Regions from separate parts of the Mus musculus genome. Here region 1 is linked to region 2. A link is a contact called in public Micro-C data. All regions are on one chromosome and are shown on one strand. Each heading gives the region's core, a stretch centred on a gene start, on an enhancer-like site or on the middle of the called end of the contact. The rest is flanking DNA. Distances are from core to core; before and after follow the strand shown. Region 1 holds the start of Galnt17 (polypeptide N-acetylgalactosaminyltransferase 17). Region 2 overlaps Galnt17 (polypeptide N-acetylgalactosaminyltransferase 17).

Evidence for each region. Hi-C and Micro-C count contacts between places; a contact is called where the count stands out from the background.
Region 1: a contact with region 2 is called in a Micro-C map of muscle stem cells, with 3 times the contacts expected there. The contact joins the promoter of Galnt17 here to the enhancer-like site in region 2. A contact is called at or near these places in 4 of 39 promoter capture datasets (hematopoietic stem and progenitor cells, hippocampal neurons, second pharyngeal arch cranial neural crest and 1 more), 6 of 484 Hi-C or Micro-C datasets (adipose-derived mesenchymal stem cells, cerebellum, cerebral cortex and 2 more), 5 of 115 datasets of contacts at active chromatin or transcription factors (embryonic forebrain, embryonic stem cells, forebrain and 2 more) and 2 of 9 other capture datasets (adipose tissue and liver).

What each region holds. Positions count from the first base shown.
Region 1 is chr5:131,303,439-131,309,954 of GRCm38.p6, reverse strand. Galnt17 (polypeptide N-acetylgalactosaminyltransferase 17) reads left to right here and starts at 2,433. Exons shown (of 11, transcript NM_145218.3): 1 at 2,433-3,592. The coding sequence starts at 3,355.
Region 2 is chr5:131,085,458-131,092,299 of GRCm38.p6, reverse strand. Galnt17 (polypeptide N-acetylgalactosaminyltransferase 17) reads left to right here. Exons shown (of 11, transcript NM_145218.3): 4 at 6,229-6,403. Gm40338 (a long non-coding RNA gene) reads right to left here. Exons shown (of 3, transcript XR_868570.1): 1 at 6,660-6,842; 2 at 5,346-5,488; 3 at 3,493-4,298. Among named protein-coding and RNA genes, the nearest start is that of Gm40338, 4.2 kb to the right of the region's middle. Within about 2 kb of position 2,234, at least 20 of the 459 cell types and tissues checked have an H3K27ac peak or open chromatin away from gene starts, as enhancers often do. A contact at or near this core is called in cerebral cortex, muscle stem cells and nephron progenitors, where this site is marked.

The DNA of each region.
Region 1 (6,516 bases), core at 1,184-3,683, 220 kb before region 2:
CATCTTCCACCTTTTCAGCCCCCCTCTTCTGTGCTACTGATGCTGCCCGGTCTGGGTCTTCATGAACAGCTGTGGAGACCTAGCCTCATCCAGTCCCTGATGCTCTGAATGACACAGAACCAGGGATGCCCTCCTACCCAACTTCCTTCCGACCTCACAGATGTTTGAAAGTGCTTCTTCCATGCTTTTTGAGACAGCTTTTTATCAAGCCATATTTTTGTACTCAGTTCGCTGTAGATTATAAAAAATTCAATCCCTAAGGATCCTGAGTAGGCTCCAAAGAAATAAAAAAATAAAAGAGCAGGCCAATGAGATGGCTCAAGGAAGTAAAGGGGCTTGCTGCCAAGCCTGACTTCTTGAGTTCAATCCCTGAGACTCACATAGTGGCTGGAGAGAACTGACTCCTGCAAATTGTCTTCTGACCTCTACACATGGGCTGTGGCACAAATACACACGTCTCTACACATACACAACTAAGTTTTGTGTTTGTTTTTAAAGGAAGAAAGTAGGACTAGAGAAACATCTTACTTACTGTTCCATCATGAGAAGTTGTAGTGGGAATTTTGGTTTCTTTAAAAACACAGAAACATAAGAATGTTTTCATTTTAATCCCAGGTGTGGGATATGAGGCTGCCTCAGATTGTCCATAGCAGTTGACTGTGATTTGTCTCGTGTTCTAGCAGGGGCGTGGTTTTGACAGCTGCAGGTAGTTTTTGTGACTGTATGATGTTTGGAATTCTGGGGACTTTTCCTGTGTCACTCAGACCTCTGAGTAGCAGACTTGACACCCACACCACCAAGCCTGGCTCTCCATGTCCTTTTTTTTTTTTTTTTTTTTTAGTGAAAAACTGTAAAGGTGCTTGCTGTTAATTGTGTAAAACACCAAGGACAACAAAGGAAAACGAACTCCCTCCCCCCCCCCCAAGCCCCCAAACAACAATACCTTTATTGAAATGAGGGCCAGGCTTGGTGGCTAGGACTGCAATCCTAGTATTTGGGAGGTGAAGTTAAGAGATCAGGAATCATCAGTTAGGGGCTAACTAGCCTAGGCTAACTGAGATGGCATAAACAAAGGAACACTAAAATCTCCATCAAGGTCCAAACAAACAAAAGCAAACAAGAAAACACTTCGTTCCCTTTTAAAAGAAACCCAACCAATCTAACCTGGAACTTACTTTATAGACAAGGATGCTTGTGAGTCTCTGATCTTCCTGCCTCTACCTTCCAAGTGCTGGGATTATAGGCTTGCCACCAGCAAGCCTGGCTGTGAAGAGCTGGAGGTGGGGGGTGGGGTGGGAATATCCAGTTGAGGTCTAGGCAAGCACTCAACTTCAGCTCAACAGCTTAACTACATCCCATCTCCAAACCCCCAAACCCGAACATGCCCCCTGAACCGCCCCCCTTCCATGCTCCAACCAAAAGCTTAAATCTAAGTCAACCAAACAAAACTAACCAATGAACAACAGCAACAAACTTTAATCGGATGGGAAGAATGAAGTGGGAGTCCCTGAATTCACTCAGCTGATTCTTATCTGCTGGCAGTCTGGTTTCTTTCTCTGGCCTAAGCAATTAAAAAAAAAAAAAAATTAGAGGGCAGGTTTGGATTCCAGTCTTTGGAACTCCTGGGTCTCAGGAAAAGAAGTAGGTTGTGGAGACCCATCAGGGCCATAAATCCAAGTGCATGGCACCAAAATAAGAGTTTACAGAGTAGGGGCAAGCACAGAAGCACCAACTAAGATGGTCAGAACTCTCCCAGGGCTCAAGCAAGAAGGACACAGGGCCTTGCTCTGAAAGTAGCGGAATCCGAGTCTCCAGGCCAGATTTTCCCTCTAGCCATTCCGGGCCAAGCTAAGCAGAGCAGCTAAGCCAAGAGAAAGGGATGTCTTCCTCGTCTGCCGGGATGGAACAAACCCGGCTGCTTAGAGAGCGCTGAGAACCCCAAGGGTCCCTCACAGCCCTTAGCAGCCAACAGGACATGACTGCTCTTGGTCCGGCGCGCTCCCCGCTCTCTCCAGACACCCCCACCCTTTCCGGGTGCGCGCGCAAGAGTGGGCCAGCTTCCCCTAGCTGTGCGCTCCGCAGCCTGCGGGTGGCAGCGGCGTTGGCGACTGGCTCTCAGGGAAGAGGGTGACCAAGGGACCGCGAAGGAGGAGTCGGCGCCGCAGCCGCTCCCCTCGGGACCGCGCCCCGCCTTCCGTCGCCACCTGAGCATCCCCTCTTGGCTCCCAGCTGCTCCAATCTATCCCACCATTCCCTCTAGGGGACCGTGTGTACTCTTAGTGCCGCAGCCGCGGTGTCATTGCATCCGGTGATCGGGACACTCGGATCTTGGTTCCCTTGGGGGCTTGGGACGAGCTGCACGGGCCGTGGTGACAGGCTGCGGGGGCGCCAGCGCGCATCCCTCCCCCGCGACATTTAGAAAGGCGTGTAGACAACTGGTGTGACTTTGGAGGTCCGACTCCTCCTTCCGGCCAGCCTCGCAACGCGCCACCTCCCGAGACAAGCCAGTGTGTCCGGCAGGCCCCGGAGGCTCGTGTAGGGACTTGGAACGTGTCCGGGAACCCGTGGCGCTGTGCGCACTGGTGAGTTTTGCGGGCGGGGTGGGGGCGGAGAGGACGTCGCGCTGGGTCCCTGCTCCCGCCCCTTTCCTGCTGTCCCCCCCTCCACTTTGAGAGAGTCATTGAGATTTGAGCGTGACTGCGGAGCCTGGAGGATGCAGGCACGGGGCGCGGGGTTTTCCTCTTCTCAGAGTGATGGAGAGAGCCGGTGAGCTGAACAAAGACACCCGCCCTGAGGAGCGGGTCCTTTGCTGAAGAACTCTATTTTCGCCCTGCGACGGCCGCCTGCGGGCGAGAGTGTCGGCCGCGCAACTCCAGGAGTGGCGCGCTCTTCCGCCGGCGGGCGCAGAGCTGGAGCCCGGCACCTGCGCGCCACTCCCGCCACATCCCCAGAGCATTCCGACTACCAAAGGATTGTTCCTGAAGGTCTACGTCTGCGGAGGAGGTCCAAAGTCTAAAGGCAACCTGTTTGCTGTTCTACAGGGAGAGACCCTGGGACCTTTATCTTTTGCTGTCTTGTAGAAGGGACTGCGTGCTGTGGACGGAGCAGGCATTTCAGAGACACTTTTGCAAGCCAGGGGCTTCCATGTGAGAGATCAGCCGCGTCCTTCCAGTGGTTACTGGCGCCAGAGAATCGGCGTTTTGTGGTCAACAGCAGCTGGGACCCCCAGCCCTTTGCCCCCTCCCTCGGCCATTGTTCGGTGTGTGGGGTCTACTCCGTCTCAGGCTGCCCTGCGCCTCGCAGGTGAGGCTGGTAGAGGCGTGGGTCCAGGGAAAGGACCGGCCGTGTTGTTTGATGGCTTCACTGAGGAGAGTCAAAGTGTTGTTGGTGTTGAACTTGATCGCGGTGGCCGGCTTCGTGATCTTTTTGGCTAAGTGTCGGCCTATCGCGGTGCGCAGCGGAGACGCCTTCCACGAGATCCGGCCTCGCGCAGAGGTGGCCAACCTCAGCGCGCACAGCGCCAGCCCCATCCAGGATGCGGTCCTGAAGCGCTTGTCGCTGCTGGAGGACATCGTCTACAGGCAGCTTAATGGTAAGGACGTGCCCTGCCGCCTGTGGGTCGTGGTGCAAGCAGGGCACAGGGTGATCTCCCTGGCTCTCTGTATCCTAAGCTGACATCTGAACCAGCCCGATCTCTCTCTTCCATCCCTGCCCTGTGCCTGGGACTATTGTAGAAACCACCACCGGATTCTTTTTCATGATATACTGCAGCTGGAAGTTTGGTCTTCCTCTAGAAACCTGCCACTACAGTCGACTCTTGGTCTCTGCTCGTGACTCCAGCTTAGAACATACTGCAGACTGGGAACCTCTAGAAAGGAAATAGCTGTCAGTTCATGGTGTTTGATGGAGGAGCTGGTAGGGAAGTGGGTGTCATGGCTTGCAAAGTGAGGGCTCGAGTAAATACATTATTCCTTTAGGTTGATTGCATCACTAAGAATGCAGACTCTTTCCTCCCCACTGCCTGGGTGCAAGGTGGTCTATTAACAACCAGTCTACTCCCGAACCTCGTGGCAATCGAGGGTCAAGTTCTTAGTGGGTCTGGGAAGCAGGGGTTTGTTCACAAAGTTAAGCCAAACAAGGAGGCTTGGCATTCAGGTTTGTAGCTTTTTCCAGAACTTGTCTCACCTAAACTATTCTAAATGAGTTGCCATAGAAGAGCGTGTGTGTGTGTGTGTGTGTGTGTGTGTGTGTGTGTGTGTGTGTGTGTGTGTGTTGATATATTGCTTCCACCTGGCTCAAGAGACTGATGGTTCCTGGATGCTTGCTGTCTTCACAGTGTCACGTAGTCTAATATAAAGAAGACATAGTGATTACTGAAGTCTGGCTTTCTGTTCCCAACCTCCTGCATGTTACCAGGGCCTGGAGCTGCCAGCTGTTGTCACGACTGCTAATAAGTCAGTCGTTGCTGTGTGCTAGAGGAGCATTACAAGAGCCACGCGTGCATGGTGGGACATAACCATTAGTCCTTGGAGGTTCTGGCCCCTCCCCCACAGGAGAACAGAACAAACCAAACTCAGGGAAGTTAACCCAGTACCTAAGTCCTGATTGGTGTTAGTAAGTAGTAGTTTGGACTCTGGTTGACCACAGAGCCCATGTTCTTGGTTATAAGGCATAAATTTCTTTTCATGTGTCTGGATGCAGGGGTGTGTGTGTGTGTGTGTGTGTGTATGCACTTGGAGGCTGGGGTCAACCTTGAATGTCACTCCTCAGGTACATTTACCTTGGATTTTTTTGAGACAGGGTCTCTCTCTGATCTGGCACTCACTCACAGAATGAGTGAGGCGGGCTGACCAGCAACCCCAGGAATCCAGCTCTGGGACTACACATACATGCTACTGTACCCAGTTTTTATTTATTTATTTATTTATTTTATGAGTTTTAGGGACCAAACTCAGAGGTCCTCTGGCTTGCCTGGCAAGTATTTTACCAACCAAACCAATTTCCTAGCCCCAAGACACAAATTTCTATCTACCTAATTTTAATTTAAAAGTAAGTGCGTGTGTGTGTGTGTGTGTGTGTGTGTGTGTATAGCATTGCATTGTATTGCATTGTATTGTATTGTATTTGGGGAAGCTGCACACATACCACAGACCACATATGGAGACCAGAGGACAATTTATTATACTCAGCTCTTTCCTCTACCATGTGATCCTGAAGATGGATCTTACCTCCTTAGACTTCTCGGTCTTTACCCACTAGGCTACCCCACTAGCCACAAACTCTGACGTTAAAAGTATATACGATTTAAAAAAATTATTTTTGATAAATGAACTGTATAGATCTGTAGGTACAACCGTAACCCGTGTAAACTTGACCAGCCTCGTGACAGGTGGCCGAGGACTGAGGAAGACAGCTTTGTTCTTGCCCTTTGATGATCCCTTCTGGGTAATTCCAGGAGAGGGGGTGCAACCAGCCTCCTGCATTCACGAAAAGATGTCCCAGTCCTCTTAGCAGCATACTCTAAGTATCCAGTTGGTTTTGACGCACTTTCTAGCATTCACAGTTGTACCTCTCACCAGTAATGAGGCCAGGCCATCAGGGCAGCCCACCAAGGCTGTGTTTGAAGCTCTTCTCCAAAACCCCTCAAGACAAAACGGACCGAACCTGAGCAATTAAAAATCAACGGACTCAGCACCGTGGAGGTGGAGCAGGGGAATCAGGCATGTAAGGCCAGCCTGGCTCACCCACATTAGGGAAGTGGGAGTTGTTTTTCTGAATTGATACCTGCAGAAACACATTCATGAGATACCCCCTCCCCACCCCAAGTAGTCAGAGCTTGCTCACTCTCGAGCTACATGCAGGGACACAGGTCACTGATGCAGGGACACAGGTCATTGTAGCAATCATTTCCATTAGGGACATGAAATATGTTATGGCCACACCTCTTAATGGGAATCCTAATTCTATGTAGTTCTATTTGTTATTTATTTATTGTGGTCTGGATGCGTATGTACACATACACGTGGAAGCTGGGGGTCAGTGTCTGGCGTCTTCTTCAATCATTTCTCCACCCCTCCCTCCTTTTTGAAACATTGTCTCTCACTCAGCCTGGAGTCTGCCATTTTGGCTAGACTGGCTGGGCCCTCCAGCACTAGGATCAAAGGCAAAGACTAACAAACAAGTCCTTTACCCAATGAGCCATTTTCTCAGATCCCTGTGTGGTGTTTTTTTTAGGGGTAGCAGATGCGCATGACCCCCTTAGTGTTTGCACTAACCCTGCAAGGCACTTGTTCTTATTTGTTCTTTGAGACTTGATGGCAATTACCCAGTGACTTTGGGGGCTTTAAAATGACTCTGGACCTTGTTACTTTAGGGTGGAGGCTCTTGGCTGCTGTGCCCACTCACCTGCCTGGACATTACTATCAAAATGACTTGCATTGCCTATACAGATGCAGAACTCATGGCTCCATGTCCCAGGGGCTCTTTTGCAATAGGCAGAGAGTAGGGTCTGAGACT
Region 2 (6,842 bases), core at 985-3,484:
CTGGAAGGTCCTTCTGGGAGAAGGAATCTTATCTAAGTGTCCTATTTGATCCTTCCAGCTTTTGGTGACTCAGAAGAGAGTACAGAAGACCAGCCAGGAACAAAGATCAACCATGGAGAAATTGATTGGTAGTGTCCTATTTATTTAGCTTTAATGGCCAACTTAACATGGTCTAGAATCAACTGAGAAGGGAATCTTACTTAAGGAATTTCCAGGTCAAATCTGGGGTAGGCATGTTGTGGGGAGGAACATTCTCTTGATTTTCATTGATATAGAAGATCAAGCCCACTGTGGGCAGCACCATTCCCTAGGTAGGTAGTTCTGGACTGTATGATGTTGAGGTTTTGTCTGTTGCTACGTATTGTAATGCTAAATTCTATACTTAGAGGTCTAGGCCTACAAGTGAATTCTCACATTTGCCTGGCTTTATTGGGTGAACCTTGTTCCTTAATTTAAAACTGATGAGGTTTGGTCTGTTGCTATGTATTGTAATTAGAAATACTGGGCCTGGTTGCCCCAGGGAAGATGAGGTCCACATGTACACCTAGTGATGCTTTGTAACCTTGTCCTTCAAGTTACCCCTGATTGGTGAATAAAGATGCCTCCAGCCTAGAGCTGGGCAGAAGAGAGATAGGTAGAGTTTTAGTTCCCAGGCTTGGGGTCTGAGGCAGGAGATCACAGGGGAAGAGGAGATGGTAGAGAGAGGAGAAGATGCCATAGGGTTAGTATATCAAGAAAATATGGCCACAAGGGCTTGCCTATTGGAATAAGAGTGTCCCAGATAAAACATGTCAAATTATAACTCAGGGTTATTGATAGGGAAGTAGATACTAATAGCTTAGAGGGTTTATATGTGCCCAGTTCTAGTGCTTGAAAGGTGTCTATTTTATATCTTTTATCTTGGAACCAAGTGATGTAAGGAGGGATTGAAACCTCTGATTGATATTAAATATTTACCAACAGTATAAATAAGCTAGATGAGCAGGAGCCTGTCAGAGATTCAGCAAGGAGCATCTCTGATAATTCCTACTGTACTTCCTTGTCTGTGCGTGAGTTCCCTGGTCAGAGGAATTGTAAGCAGTCCTGCCTTCAGGTCTCTGTTTGAGCTCTTGCACTGCCTTGCCTCAGTGATGGTTTGAACTGAAAGTGTAAGTCAAATGAACTCTTCTCTCCCCTAAGTTGCTTTGGTCAGAGCGATTGATCATAGGAACAGAATGGAACAAGCATAGACTGGAGCACATACACACAATTTTAAGGTAATAAATTTTTTTTTTTTTTGGAATATGTTTTTGGAAGAGACCAAAGGGCTGGCAAGACGGTGAGCAAGTAAAGATACTGGCTGCACTAGCACGATGACCAGAGTTCAGTCCCCAGAACTCACACGAGGATGGAACAAGAGATCAAGTCCACAAAGCTGTCCTCTGACCTCTACACCGTGCCACAACACATACACATACATCTCTCCCTGTCCACAGTAATGATACATAAAGCGTTTTCAAAGTATTTTTTTAAATGAGCAAGGCTAGAAGACACAAGAGGTCATGTATTGTGTGAGTCTAACTTTCTGACTTATCCAGAATAAGCAAATTCAGAGAGACAGAAATAGTTATCAGTGGTCAGCAAGGGCTGGGGCAGCTGGTAAATGAAAGCAAGTCTTTAGAGCAGTGGTTCTCACCCTTCCTCATGCCGAGACACCTCAACACAGTTCCTCATGCTGTGGTGACCTCCAACAATGAAATTATTTTCATTGCTACTTCATTTTCATAAGTTTTCATTATTACTTCATTTAAAATTATGCTCATTTGCTACTGTTAGGAATCATCACATATATATCTGATGTTTTCAGTGGTCTTAGGTGACCCCTGTGAAATAGCCATTTGACAACACCCCCCCCCCCCCCATAGAAGAGTCATGACCCATAGGTTGAGAAAGGCTGTAGGGGTTTTAGGATTCATGATCAGGGTGATGATACAGTCCTAGGACTCCACAGGTGCTACCTGAACATTTCCAGATGTTGCACATGGTAACTTTTCTATTATGTGTGCTTCTGGGACTTTCCGTGTTGGCATAATTCTCCTCTGGGCTGCTGGCAAACTGCGCCGAGTCTGACTGTATTACACCAGCTTCAAGACAAGCCAGGGAACTTGCATTTTCACTGGCTCCTGGGTGACTCGGACTCTGAGGATGCCTGGCTTGAAGGCAGGCACTGTTGTTCTGTTTTCTAATTGGAACACGCCATATGTGCTGTTCACTCCTCCCCAGCTGCCTCAACCCACACATTCCTAGGGAGCAGCAGGTCCCTTAACTCAGCAGCTGTGGGCAGAGAGTGGCGTCGGTAATCAGAGTAGCATTGGTGGGGGGGTGAGAGGGGGGCTGATGACGGCAGCAACAATAAAGACCTGGTTTGGGCATTATAATTGTCACTCACCCCTCACCTCCTGCATTTTTGCCTTCTACAGTTTTGGTTACCTGTAGTCAATCATAATGCAGTCTCCTCCTTCTCCTTCTCCTTCTCCTTCTCCTTCTCCTTCTCCTTCTCCTTCTCCTTCTCCTTCTCCTTCTCCTTCTCCTTCTCCTTCTCCATCATCATCATCATCATTGTCATCATCAATTACAATGCAAAATAATAATAATAATAACATATCTAAATGAAAAGTTCAAAAACAAATACTTTGTAGGTTTTAAAGATTTTTGTTTAATTGTTATGTGCCCTTATAGTCACATAGACACAGACAAGTGCAGGTGGGCGCACACACACGTCACTTCTCAGGCTATACTTCAGGCCTGCCAGTGACTGCAATGCAAGTGCATTCTAGAACACTCTCAAGCTCAGATCAGTTCTTCTTGTGCCCACATTTTGAGAGAGCAGGGTCTGATTATTCTCAGCCCAGAGCCCTAACGACGTGTGAGGGTGGAGGGGTGTGGTGATCCACTGTGTGGATCCATGAAACTCCATCCAGCCCCTGACCCAGTGGCCATCTCCCAAGCCCCTGAGCATGTGGACCAGAGCTTCTTGCATTGATTTTGGAAGTAGGTTGAGGTGAGTCTCCTGGGTTAGTCCTTGATTCTAACCAGGGCTCTGAGACAAGGGAATACCCGCGGCGCACTCTGTAACACTGTGGAGGGTGAGTAGCCTGGATAGAATTCTGTACTAACATCCTTCTCCACTAGTTTGTACTATCCAATCCCGTCTCACTTCCCGTTCACGCTCCCGGAGCCTGGATGACAGCTGTGGCTTTTATTGTTAAGGAGCCGATGATCCTCCCTTGCTATTCCCTTCTGATCATGGGCGGCATTTCCCCCTCCCCAACTCCCCCAAATACTGTTTATCAAAACCTTCAGCCACACGACGATTCCCAGATGGCACCTGGCCAATTTAGTATTGAATTTCCTCTAGTCCTGGAAGGTAAACATTTATCTCTGCAGAAATGGGTTTTTGTTTTCTTCCTTAGTTTGTTTGAGGAGAGAGAGAGAGAAAAAAAAATACTTACATAAAGTGTTAAGAATAACTTTATTTTTTTTTTCTCCCAGCATTAGGGATTGAACCAAGGCCCTGGATATGCACTGCCACTGAGCAACACCCTCAGCTCTTTCTATTCATATGCACATGTGTGCGTGTGTATTGTCCGCACGCACATGCACACATGTGCTCCCATGGGGGCCTGAGTAGAGAGGCCAGGAGTTGATGCTCAGTATCTTCTTTAATCATCTTCCACCTTAATCCTTAGAAACAGGATCCGTCATTAAACCTGGAGCTAGGCTGGCAGTCACAAAGCCTCAGGGACCTTCCTGTCTACATCCTCCCCCACCTAGCATTGGGATTACAGGTTCATGTCACCGAGCCTAGCTTTTAATGGGTGCTGGGGATCCAATCTTGAGTCGTCAAGCTTGTATAGCAAGTGATTTACCATGCGCCATCTCCACAACCCCATTTCTTTCTCAGATGCTTTTTTTTCCCAAACGAATAGTGTTTAATCCATTGCCACTGGCAGGACTTCCAATTGGCCACCATATTAACTGTGTTCTGGTAGGCTTATCAGTCTTTGCACAGGTGAAAGACTTCCCCAGCCCGGTGGTGTTATATTTTTCTGTGCAAATGTGTGCTGCAGTGGTGAGTGTTCGTCCCCTTACTCTCTGCCTAACTTTTATACCATCTCCCTTAATACTTCTGTTCCAAATAGTTTCTTTGTATGGCTAGCTGAAGCACTTTCATCTGTGCCCATTATTTGTCACCTCTGACATGGCTTCCTCAGGCTATCTGCACAGCTCTGCAATTCTCATTCAGATTTCTTAAAACCCTGTGGAGGAAAAGAAGAGAAATAAGATTAATTGTGAGAGGCCGAGGGATGGCTCACAGGTAAAGGAGCTTGCCAGAAACCTTGACAACATGAGCCATATGGTAGAAGGAGAGAATGAACGCCTGCCTGAAAGTTGCCCTTTGTCTTCTACACACACCCTGGGTATGTAGATCACATCCTGGGGTAGTGTCTTAGGTGTGAACAGACACCGTGACTAAGGCAACTCTTACAAGGACAACTTTTAATTGGGGCTGGCTTTTAGATTCAGAGGTTTAGTTCATTACCGAGGCAGGAGCATGACAGCGTCCAGGCAGGCATGGTGCAGGAGGAGCTGAGAGTTCTGCATCTTCATCTGAAGGCTGCCAGGAGAAGACTGACTCCCACATGGTCAGGAGGAAGGTCTTATTACCCACCTACACAGTGACACACTTCCTCTAACAAGGCCACACTTACTCCAACAAGCCATGCCTCCTAATAGTGCCACTCCCAGGGCCAAGCATATTCAAACTACTACAGATGTGGAAGGGCTAGCATTTGAACAGGTGAGATGGGGGTTCAGTGTGGAAGGACCATGTAGAGACCTCTTTTCCCTCCCACCATGCCAGCCCTTGACCAACAGGAGCTTCCAAATCTCATCTTTTCTCACTTCTTGTTCATCAATACACTATCCTGTCTTCTTCCAGGTGCCACGTGGCTATATCTTTAAAGAACCAAACCCATGATGCAGAGAGGCCAGCCCCTACACATGCAGAAACCAAATGCCTTTCAATGGGCAAAAGCTGTCAAGTATCCTTAAGATTCGAAGAACCCTCACAGCATCTGCTAAAGGACTGTTAGCACTCTCTACAGCAAAGGCACATAAAAGAGCTGTGTACAGTGGTGCATTCCTCTAACTCCAGTCCTGAGATGACAGGAGGCTCCCTGAGACTCCTTGGGTGGCTTGTCTAGCTGAATTAGCAAGATCCAGGTTCAGTGAGAGATTCAGACTCCACAAAACAAACCAACCAACCAACCAAACAAACAAACAAATCTGATGTTGGCACACACCTTTGATCTTTGCACAAGGGATACAGAGCTAGCTTCATGCCAAGAAGGGTGTTGAGTTCTCCGTGGCTTTTTTTACCACTTCCTTTTCATCTGGTATTATTACTTTTCCTCATCGATATGACGAAATCCCCGATGAAAGTCACCTAAGGAACAGAGTTTACTGTGGCTCACAGTTTCAGGGCACAGTCCATCCTATCAGGGAAGGCATGGCGGCAGGAGCACAAGGCAACTGGTCATTGTGTCTGCAGTCAGGAAGCAGAGAAATGAATGCTGGGACTCTATTGGCCTTCTCTTTTTTATTTAGTCCAGAACCGCAGCTTATACACGGTGCCACTGACATGCAGTATGGGCCTTCCCACCTCATTCAACCTAATCCAGAGATGCTCCTCCTAGATGATTCTAGATTCTGTTAAATTGACAGTCAGTGTTAACCATCCATGTGCGTCATAGCACAGCTGTCTTAGATTTGTGTATGGAGATGTATTCTAACTTCCTATCTTACAGAGAGTTAAAATTCCTCACACACCAACCTTTTTTTTTTTTTGCAATCAAAGAACTTTCTGGTGTTTTATAATGTTTATTTTCAATACTTTTAAGCTATGCATATCTGTATATCGTCATATATGTTTGTGTGAATATGTGTGCATGCATGCAGATGTCCACAGAGGCCAATAGAAAGCATCAGGTCACCTAGAGCTGGAGTTACAGGTGGTTTTGAGCCATCTCTGTGGGTTCTGAGAACCGAACTCTGGTACTCTCCACCAGGTGTTAGTATTCCTAGCTATTACATTAGTACTACGTAGATATTCAATCCCCTCACAGCATTTGGGGTACAGATCTGAGTTGACTTATTCATGCGTTTCTTGCATTTTGTCATTTACAGAGGAGCTGAAGGCCCCCTTGGAAGAGTACGTCCACAAACGCTACCCTGGGCTGGTGAAGGTGGTACGCAATCAAAAGCGAGAAGGCCTGATCCGAGCACGCATCGAGGGCTGGAAAGCGGCCACTGGCCAGGTCACTGGCTTTTTCGATGCTCACGTGGAATTCACTGCTGGCTGGTAGGTCATGAACTAAAACTTAGTGCTCGGTAGGGATGGATCTGGGAGGTGGGCCATTTTACCTGTTTTCCCCTCTGGGGCCACTGGAAGAATGGAAAAGAGATGTTTGGTGAGAAGGTCACTGAGAAAGCAAGAGAGTAAATCACTGGCTGGCTTTCTAGACACTGTTATTGTTATCATGAATATACTTTTCTCCTTGCTGTAACAAAGTACCTGGCAAAGGCAACTTTTAGAAGAAAAAAGAAAAAAACGTTACCTCCTGATTTGAGGGTGCACAGTCCATCACAGCAGGGGAAGGCTTGACAGCAGGAGGGTGAGACAGTTGGTTACATTGTGTCCACAGTCGGGAAGCAGAGAGAGATGGATGCTGGTGCTCAGCTTTCTCCTTTTTATTCAGTCCAGGACTCCAGCCCTTAGGTAGGGTTGTGCCACTTCAATT